2 separate regions of the Mus musculus genome follow, and region 2 is linked to region 1. Evidence: chromatin contacts called from public HiChIP or PLAC-seq data. All regions are on one chromosome and are shown on one strand. Each heading gives the region's core, a stretch centred on a gene start, on an enhancer-like site or on the middle of the called end of the contact. The rest is flanking DNA. Distances are from core to core; before and after follow the strand shown.

The links. HiChIP or PLAC-seq counts read pairs in DNA pulled down with a chosen protein or histone mark.
Region 2: a contact with region 1 is called in a BATF HiChIP or PLAC-seq map of CD8 T cells, with 17 read pairs. The contact joins two enhancer-like sites. A contact is called at or near these places in 1 of 15 datasets of contacts at CTCF or cohesin (CD8 T cells), 46 of 484 Hi-C or Micro-C datasets (B cells, the BV-2 cell line, the Ba/F3 cell line and 27 more) and 6 of 115 datasets of contacts at active chromatin or transcription factors (CD8 T cells, Th17 cells, bone marrow-derived dendritic cells and 3 more).

The regions. Positions count from the first base shown.
Region 1 is chr14:73,015,891-73,020,710 of GRCm38.p6, forward strand. It overlaps Gm41208 (a long non-coding RNA gene), which reads left to right. Exons shown (of 3, transcript XR_874818.2): 2 at 290-474; 3 at 3,444-3,478. Among named protein-coding and RNA genes, the nearest start is that of Gm41208, 3.9 kb to the left of the region's middle. Within about 2 kb of position 1,466, at least 13 of the 459 cell types and tissues checked have an H3K27ac peak or open chromatin away from gene starts, as enhancers often do. A contact at or near this core is called in CD8 T cells and Th17 cells, where this site is marked.
Region 2 is chr14:73,084,875-73,090,437 of GRCm38.p6, forward strand. No RefSeq gene overlaps it. Among named protein-coding and RNA genes, the nearest start is that of Gm35388, 15 kb to the right of the region's middle. Within about 2 kb of position 3,042, at least 35 of the 459 cell types and tissues checked have an H3K27ac peak or open chromatin away from gene starts, as enhancers often do. A contact at or near this core is called in CD8 T cells and Th17 cells, where this site is marked.

The DNA of each region.
Region 1 (4,820 bases), core at 216-2,715:
TAGAAAGTAATTTGACTCCTAACATTGTAACTGGAGATCTATATTTTTTAAATTTATTTTAAAAAATATGTATGTACAGAACAGGTATGCATTCATGAGTAAGATACTCACGGAGAGCCCCTGGTCCTAGAGAAATAGGCAGTTGTGAGTTGACTGACATGGGTATTAGGAATCTAACTTAGGTCCTCTGCAAGAACGGTCTGTGCTCTTAACCACTTCACCATGTCTGTAGCCCCAAGATCTATAACTTTCCACCCATGTCACTAATGGAGTTTCGTGTATTAACCAGGATTCTCCTGAGGAACACAATCAACCAGCCAAGACTAAAGCCACATCTGTGTCTATGTCTACATCCACACATACAAATAAACATATAACAAGGAGTTGGGTTATGTGATTATGGAAGCTGAGAAGTCTCGTGATGTCTGTCTGCAAAGAGAAGACCCTGGGAGGCAGTAGTACTGTGGCAAGAAGGTAAGGCACAAAGGGTGGCTTCAAGGCTAACTATAAGCCATTTGACAGAGAGAGACTGAGAACCACTCCCCATCAGAGTTACTTGAAACAAAACAGAACATGTTCAGCCGGGTGTGGTGGCGCACGCCTTTAATCCCAGCACTCGGGAGGCAGAGGCAGGCGGATTTCTGAGTTCGAGGCCAGCCTGGTCTACAAAGTGAGTTCCAGGACAGACAGGGCTATACAGAGAAACCCTGTCTCGAAAAAAACAAACAAACAAAAAAAGCCATCAATGATCTCCAAATTAGGGAAAGGTAAAAAGAGTTGTGAGCTTTGGGGCCTGTTCTAGCTCTCTAGCCTACTTGCATTCTCCATAGAGACATTCTATTTCTTCCTTTTCTTCTTTCTTTCTTAAGATTGATTGATTGATTGATCGATTGAATGAATGATTGATTGATTGATTTTCTGTATGTGAGTACACTGTACACTGTAGCTGTCTTCAGACACACCAGAAGAGAATATCAGATCCCATTATAGATGGTTGTGAGCCACCATGTGCTTGCTGGGAATTGAACCCAGGATCTCTGGAAGAGCAGTCGGTGCCCTTAACCACTGAGACATCTCTACAGCACCTGCCATTCTCTTCCTTAATAGTCTCTCTATTTCTATTGTTACCCATGCATCACTGGTCCAATTCTTTGTTCCGGGTTACAAGGCCCCGGAAACCTCAGTGTGTGCTCTCTGGAGTTAGATCCCTGGTTCTAACAGTACAGTTTTAATGCAGGTCTGAAGCCCTGAAAGCCAGGGTCCTTAAAGATGAGTCCCAGTCTAGGAACAGAAGTCTAATATCTCAGCTCAAGTAGCAGAAGAGAAAATTCTCCCTTCTCTTGCCTTTAGGTTCTCTTCAGGCCTGCAGAAAATTTCAGGCTGCCCATCCTCTTTAGAAAGAGCCATCTACCTGACTGAGAGCCATGGGGTCAATGTTCATCTCTTACAGAAGTGCCCTCACAGGTCCACTCAGAAATGTTTAACCAGATAAAACTGGTTATCACACTCCAACAACTCTGGTGAGCAGGCCAACTATGCTCAATGAGAATCCCCAGGCGCAGGCTTTATATTTCTCAGTTCAAACAAGAAAGCACATAGGAGACCAAGATGACCTAACATCCTCTGAGCACTGGTAGAGATGAGTCACAGCTTGTGAAACTGAGCAGACCTGTGGTCAAAGTTTCAAGCCAATTCCTCATAGGTAAATCTAGTGTAATTAACCTGTTTCCTCTCTCCGGCAGAGAAAAGACAAAGGTGGAAGATAATCGGGAATCAATTCTGGAGGCTGGAGAGATAGCTCAGCAGTTGAGAACTCTGGTTGCTCTTCCAGAGCATCCTTGTTCAATTTCCAACACTCCCATGGCAGCTCACACCATCTCCAACTCCAGCTCCAGAGTAGCTGACACTCTCTTCTGAAATCTGAGGGTACCAGGTACCCAGACATGCAAAGCACGCAAGCACACAAAATTTAAAAAATAATTTCTAAAAAAGAGTAAATTCTGTTTCACTTTAGGATTTGATCCTAAAATAATACTAAATTTTCAGGCTATATGTTCACTGCAGGGTAATATTCTTCAAACAGATCTCTAGTATTTAGATTGCCATCCCCCACTCCGACCTCAAGTCTTCTAACCTGGTCCTCTGCAAAAGCAGCAAGTGCTCTTAACCACTGAGCCATCATCTTCCTGACCCCTTTATTTGTTTGTTTTTATTACCAGCCAAATTATTAAAATAAATATCCAACAGGAAAAAATACGCATTTCAACACAATGAAGTCTGAAGAGAATAACAATGGCAAAATAATGTAGTTACTACCATGCCCCTTTGAGAAATGAACTTCCAAAAAAAAAGTAAAATACAATCACCCTTTATATTCTTGGGTAATTAGCTCCAGGACTCTACCAATACTCAAGTCTGAAGATTACTACACTCCTCATATAAAGCAGGGTCGTATCAGTCGATAGAATGTAGGTTGAACTAAGGGAGAGGAGAGGATAAAATAAAGGGAAAAAGAAAGTAAAGAGGGCAAATTAGGAACACAGGGGTTCATACATCGAGGGCGAGGGGCAGATGTATGAGGGCATAGAGGAAAGCTTAACAAAAATGAAAGGTGAATGAAAAAGACTTATGGAAACCTATGATCTTGCAACCCAAGTAAGACATAATTAGAGGGAACAGCAGAACACAGGTGGCATGAAAGAACAGCTGGAGGGGTAGGGGATACTGTGGGTTAAAGGTTAAAGGGAGAGGGGAGCCGGGATAGGAGAGAGCAATGAATAGAGCATGGATTAGTCAAAAATAGGAAACTTTATGGAAATCCACTAGTTTGTAAGATAATTAAAAATATAATACAAAACAAGGAAGTTTGCTCGTTGGTACATGCATGGCGGACAATACTGCTTCCAGAAGACAGGGCTATTTAAGGAGATTTCAGAGTCAGAAACAACATCCCTCCAACAAGTTATTGGTCAGGTAGGCCTCCACAGCACTCCCAACAACACAGGACATTGCCATTGCTCTTGGTTGTTTGACATAACTAATGGTGGAATGCCTACTGATGAAGACACCACCCACTTTAATTGTAGAACACCGAGAAGTCAATCTCAAACTGACCAGGAAACTCTCTCCCTTTTAGTTAGCTTTCCTAGAGTTAAAAAGGTTCTGGATAACTTGCTAAATAAGAAAAGACTTCTATCGTTTTAATAGTTTTAGTTAGAACTGGGCTCTGCAAGCTGCAATATTGACCTGCCAGGCATGTTGTACCCACTCAATATAGTTTGGCATGGCAGTTATAGAAGTAATTGTAGTGGTTTCAAAATGTCTGGCTCAAGGAGTGGCACTATTTGGAGATCTAGCCTTGGAGTAGGACTGTCACTGTAAGCATGGGCTTTAAGACCCTCATCCTAGCTGCCTGGAAGCTAGTCTTTTTCTGTTTCTTTTAGATGAAGATGTAGAACTCTCAGCTCCTCCTATACTTTGCCTGCCTGGACACTGCCATGCTCCTGTCTTGATAATATTGGACTGAACCTCTGAACCTGTAAGCCAGCCCCACTAAATGTTTTTGAAAGAGTTGCCTTTATCATGGAGTCTGTTCACAGCAGTAAAATCCAAACTAAGACAATAACCACTTCCTAGTTGAAATCAAGGATTGCTCCACAGGAGGTATTGCATGTATGGTACTATGAACCTGATCAGAATACCATAACTTCAAGATGATAGGCCCTAAGAGAAATCAATTGGTGGTGTTCTGCTAAGTAGTCATGTTATTACATTACCTTCTTAAAATTTATGTTTATCCCCACAGATTTGTGCTGGGTCATAGAAACTACCTTTTGCACTAGGTAGTAATTAATATGGAGGCTTCTGACTAATCAAAGTTCTAAGAATTAGTGACCGTGATACAGTTCATCTATACCAATGTTTGATATGGAAATTGCTGGTTTCTTTGGAAAGTTAATTATGTCAAATGTTTTGCTGGGGCATACAGCTGAAAGGATGTCTTGCTAAAGTAAACACATGAAAGACTGTTTTTCTAAAGCAGACACTGGTGAAAGGATGTTTGGATATAGCAGACATGTGAAAGGACATTTGATGAAGGACTATAAATATGACCCCACAGACAGTGAGAGATGGGCACTGAGCATCGGTTTGGTTTGCCCCGCCTCGCTATTCTTCACTAAAGACACTCATATATTGGTTCGCTTTACATAGCGTTGTTGTGCTCAACTTGTGATAACTCCAACACTAACAGAAACCTGCCCAGGAACTGCTCGTGAGGTTCCTATGTCAGCTTGCCAATTCCACAGCCTCACCTCAGGCAGGTTGGTGAGCCTGGTGTTTGTGTTTTGTTTTGTTTTGTTTTGTTTTGTTTTGTTTTGTTTTGTTTTGTTTTGTTTTGTTTTGTTTATGGATTGAACTACAGCTGCCTGGTGTCTGCTTGCTGAAAGGACTTGACTGTAGCTGTTGGTTCGTGCTTGGGGTCTGCCTGCCTAGAGGACTGGTCTACAGCTGCTAAATCATATTTCATGTTTGCTATAGTACTAAACTGCTGCCAAAGAACGTTGAGCTCGCCCCCAAGCCCCCCCCCCCACACACACACAAAGAACTATTGCTAAACGGGTCCACTTTGCCCACATCCTAATAACTTTTCTCTTCCACTACTTCTGCTGGTTGGTGGGCTAGAGGAGAGATGGAGCTCTTATTAAAAGTAGGTTGCAAAATATTTATGCCTACAAACTTTCCTCATTCAGTGCTCAGAAGACATTGCAGCTGATGGAAAGAATGTAAGAGCCAAGGAATGAAGGAGCTGTGAAATACCT
Region 2 (5,563 bases), core at 1,792-4,291, 71 kb after region 1:
AAGAAGAAGAAAAGGAAGGAGGAGGAGGAGGAAGAAGGAAGAAGAAAAGAAGAAGAAGAAGAAGAAGAAGAAGAAGAAGAAGAAGAAGAAGAAGAAGAAGAAGAAGAAGAAGAAGAAGAAGAAGAAGAAAAGGGAGGAGGAGGAGGAAGAAGGAAGAAGAAGAAGAAGAAAAAAAGAAGAAGAAGAAGAAGAAGAAAAAGAAGAAGGAAGAAGAAGAAGAAGAAGAAGAAGAAGAAGAAGAAGAAGAAGAAGAAGAAGAAAAAGAAGAAGGAAGAAGAAGAAGAAGAAAAGGGAGAAGAAGAAGAAGAGGAGGAGGAGGAGAAAAAACAAGACCATGTCTCCCCTTTATCACCCTTCTTTTTCCTTTCTTATTTCTATCCTATATCAGTAAGACCTCAATCTGCCTGCCTGGGGGCAAACAGACTGATTATATGTATGTATATGTATTTTCCTCCTTCCCTGCACTCATTTCTTGGAAGTTAGTTTTTCCCAAGGGTGAAAATATCTTCCCCACCTGGATATAACCAGTGACATAACACCGGTAGCCCAGACCTCTCCCTTGAGATGTCACACTTGACATCGCCATGTGAGTATCTTTTAAAAAAAATGTCTGAAACGTCTTCAAAATCAAACCCCTAAATAACTCCTGGGCATGCTCTTTCTGCAACCTTCCCCAATCAATGGCATCTGTAACCTTCAAATGCCCCGGTGAACCGCATTGAGATGTCTTTGATGTCTCCCTTTATCTCATCCGCACAATCTGATGGAAGCTGTTACTGATACAGATCTGGAAACACACACAGAGCTAAACTACATCTCATTACTCTTCAGCTCCAATCTTTCTCATCTGACATCCCTGCTTCTACAGTTGCCCCTTTTTCTGAGCTGGAATGTGTTCCCCCGAAATACATGTTGAAGACCTAGAAAATGACATCTCATTTGAGAATAGAGTGTGGTTATAATCAAAATGAGATGGCTAACTGAAACACAAACCTCTCTAGCCAATGCCTGATGCCTTTACCTAGAGGAAGAGAGCTAGAGACATTGGAGAAAGACTATGTAGGGATGGACTTATCTAGCCACAAACCAGGGAAAGCCAGAAGCTGAAAGTGGCCAGTGGAGTCTCTCCCAGAGTCTTCAGAAAGAGCATAGCTCTACTAACATATAGATTTTAAAAATTATAACCCCAGAATAGAGAACACATTTCTAATGTTTTAAGCTCCTTATTTGTGATCATGTTACAATAGCTATAGACAATTATGATACCTTTCTATAATCTACATCATCAAACCAAGAATAATCTTTTTTTCTCTAGACAAGTTTCACCTATCTCAGACTATCTCAAACTCTATGTAGCTTAGGGTGGCCTTGGGCTATTATTGATTTTCTTATTTCCACCTCTCAAGTGCTGCCATTACAGGCATACACTGCCCTGCCCAGTTAATGCAATGCTAATATTCAAATCCAGGGCTTTTTACTAGACAAGCCCTCTACCAAGCAAGCAACCGTGGCCTCAGAAGAGCAATCTATTTAAAATGTAACTCTGGTCTTTATAATCTAAATACCACCAAGCCTACCTATATCAAAGTCTTTCCAGGTGCTAATAAACTGCCCTTGATCTCCTTCTGTTTTCCCCTCACCTGTTTCATGGCAGTAACCCCCATCTCCTTGCTGTTCCTCGAGCAAGCAAAGCAGTCTCCTACAGTGAATCTTTGCCTCTATCTGGAAGGCTCCGCCTCTGCTAGTCATGTGACTCCTCTCAGCTTCTTCAGGCTTTGTTCCCTGTCACCTTCTGGGTGAGGAATACTTTGATGAGCTTCCTAAAGTCACAATCAACCACTCTTTTCACTACCAAAGTTCTTTATTGGGCTCTAGTTTTCACACACATTAATGCCCAGTCATAGAACAAGCGGCTCATTGATCATTTAGTTATTTCCACAAAGCTGAAACATAACCTGTACGAAGTAGAAATTCCTTTCTTTGACCATTAAAGAGAGCCAATAGAAGGCACACAGTAAATATCTGTTGACTGGATAGATGAGAATGAATGGAAAGGGTTCTGTCCAGGTAAAAGTGGATTCTTAACAACAGGCATCTTTTAGGGGAAAACAATTCTCCTCCCCATGGCTTCTGAAGTTTTAATTCCATGGTCAATTTATTTCCAGGCCATATTCCCCCAAATCCAATTTAAGTTGGGATTTTCCCAAGTCAATTAGATGGGGCTTAAATTAGAAAAGGTATATAAATTCAGCTGACACTGCCCTTGGCACAGCCCAAGTGCCTGATAAATTATTTCTCCTCTTCTTTGCAATCACTAAAGGATTTGAATATCCTGAAGGAGTAGGTTGCAGATTTCTCTCATATGTGTTATATGAATGTGTGCGTGTGCGTGTGTGCGTGTGTGTGTGTGTGTGTGTGTGTGTGTGTGTGTGTGTGTGTGTGTGTGTGTGTGTATTGACAGAAACAAATGGTCTGGGGCCACACACACTGAGCCAGGAGCTGCCCTTCCAGTCTTGTGGATAAGTAATGATGTAGCAATGTGGTGACCTTATGGAGTAACAGTGTTACAACAATGAGTGATACATTTCTGCCTTCCGCAGGCAACAATCTTCTCTCAGTTTGTAACTATGTGTTACAATTTGTAACTATTTGTAACTACTGACCTCCCTTCCTTGCCTCTCAGTAGCCTCTGGAAATCTGTGTGATTGCACCACACAAACATAAGAAGACCCAGAGGAAATAAAAGCCAGATCGAGTTCACCATCACATACTGCACCACCACTATCTATTCACAGGTTGGTTCAATCTTATCATAGGGACTTAGCTTTCTAGATACCAATGAAGTCACTTGGCAGTGTCTACCCTTACTGCAGAGGCACATGTATTTCTTAAAGCAGAACCTGGGTGCTGACATTTGCCCCCACACGGCTTTCTCTTTTCTTTTTTTGACTTTGCAATGAAATCATAATTCATTTCTCTGCAGGGCACCTTCCAGTAAGTTTGTGGCTATAACATCGGTGAAATACAAACCACATCCTGGAGTCTCTAGAAGAAGTAAGAACCCACTTGAAAATGTCTAGAGGGGAGGTTGGAGGTGGCTCAGTGGTTAGGATCTGAGTTTGGATTGCCATTGTCCACGTAAAAGCTGACAACAGCAGCGCACCCCAGCACAGGCAGGTTCCAGGGGCTCACTGGCCAGCCAGTCTCGTCAAAACAGTGAGCTCCAGGTTCAGTGAGAGACCCCCATCTCTTTGTCAGGTATAGAAGCAATTGAGAAAAATGCCCAAACATCATCAAACTCTGGCTTCTTCAGTCACCTGTGTGGGCAAGCACACGGGCATGTACATGAGTGTGCACATATGCATGTACATGCACACACACACACACACCTGCATGCATGCATGCATACGTACATATGTACATACATACATAAAAGAAAACTAAAGAGACAGAAATTGCAAGTGAGAAGGCCTCTTACTCTTCTATACACAGTATCTCATTTCATTCACTCAAGAGATGAGTGTCACAAAGATATAGATAAGAAAACTATCAAAAACTTATTTTCAGAAAGTGAAACTAGGTCACTGTGTCTACCAGGGTAAATTCCCACAAACCTGGCTTAAAGAGACAGAGGCTCATCCTCTTGCCATTCTGGAAACCTGATCCTGGTTTCCAAAAGCCTGGATCCTAGCATCAAAGTTTTGTCTCAACAGAATCATTCATTCACTTTCACTCATTCATTTAACAAATATTTACCGAATGTCTTCCATGCATTACAAGGACTGGAAGTTTCTGGGAGCTCCTGAAAGAGTCCCTCCTTGCATCTCTCCTAGTCACTAGCCAGCAATCCCCAGTGTCCTGTGTTCCAATCTCAACCTTGCTGTATAGCACAGCCTTCTATTAGCTTATTAAGATACTACTCATTGAGTTTATAGCAAAAAAAAAAAAAGAAAGAAAGAAAGAAAGAAAGAAAGAAAGAAAAAAAACTCTAAGCTAGTCACATCTGTGTTGATTGTTTTTTGTCAACATAGCTAGTGTCATTTGGGAAGAAGAACCTCAATTTTAAAACTCCCTCCATAAGATTGGCCTGTGAGCATGTCCATGGGTTATTTCTTTTCTTGATTAATGATGGATGTCAGTGGTGCTGTCCCTGGGCTGGTGGTCCTGGGTTCTATAAGAAAGCAGGCTGTGCAAGCTATGTAGAGCAAGCCAGTAGGCAGCACCCCTCTGTGGTCTGTGTTTCAGTTCCTGCCTCCAGGCTCCTGCCCTCGGAGATGGAGTATGGCTTAGTTTGTAAAATGAAACAATTCCTTTCCACGCCTAAGCTGATTTTGTTCAGTGTTTTACCACATCAAGAGAAAACGAATGAGGACAACCGTCTGACCCCACAACCTCCTTACATCTCCAAAGACCCTATTTACCTAATAAGGTCATATTCTTAGGATAAGGACTCGGGCATGTCATGGGGCCATACAACCCACTGTAGCCACTAAGAAGGTGGGAAACCCAGAACTCAGACTCCGCTCTGAGTGCAACATTCTAAGTACACATAGCCTCCCCTGGTTCTCCCAGGAGAGTAGGACAAGCCACTCTGGAGTGTCACTGGCCTGGGGACAAGTGCTTCTTCCCATGTCATCTTTCCCTGAGAGAAAAGTCTGGTTTCCCTTAATTGACCTAGATTCAAATGGAATGTAAAAGTCTCTCTCATAGATGCCCCATTATAACCTTCCTAGGAAAGTATGTGGGTGGCTGTCCTAATGCACTGTTACTCTAAGTTGAAGCAGTCCTGAGAATTGTCACACCCTGCATCAGAGCTTCCAGGAACACATTGCATTTATAAGGATAGAAGGATAGTGTTTAGGAGTTGTATGCTGCACCCACCCATAATGTCAAAATCCTCTTTAACTGTGAGAATGTTACGGAGTGCTATACAGTAGGAAGTAACTCAGTAAGTCTGGGTTGTCAAGCCCTGGACAGCTCAGAAAAAAAATGTATGGCCCTTTTCTGCTCCTGGGAGCTAACAATACAATTTTGGTATACTGTGCCTGAAAAGTGTCTGTTTCCCCGGGAGCCTAGGGCCCACAGATACTTGATGCTAAGACTGGGATTGATTCTTAGAGCCTTGGACCATGAGGTTAACCATGGTGTCTGCAGGGGCTGAGTAAGGGCAATCATATTAGCAGTGTGCCATGTCCGAACACTCCCTACCTTAAAAACAAGATCTGTGTGCTAGAGAAATGGTTCAGTGGTTACAAGCACTTACTGCTCATACAGAGGACCCAAGTTCAGTTCCCAGCACCCACATTAGTCAGCACACAACCACTTGTAACTCCAGCTCCATGAGATGTGATGTCCTCTTATGGCTTCCAGGGGTGCTGTACTCATGTGCACATACTCACACATAGACACACAATTAAAAATAAAATATCGTTTTAAAGAAAATCTGGAGACCATGGCTCAGGTGAACTTCCCTCTTGGCAATACTTTCCATGTCGTTTACACATTGTTGTGGGGAGAATTAAGCCTCACCCACATTTCTTCGCTAAAGAAAGAATTGGAAGGT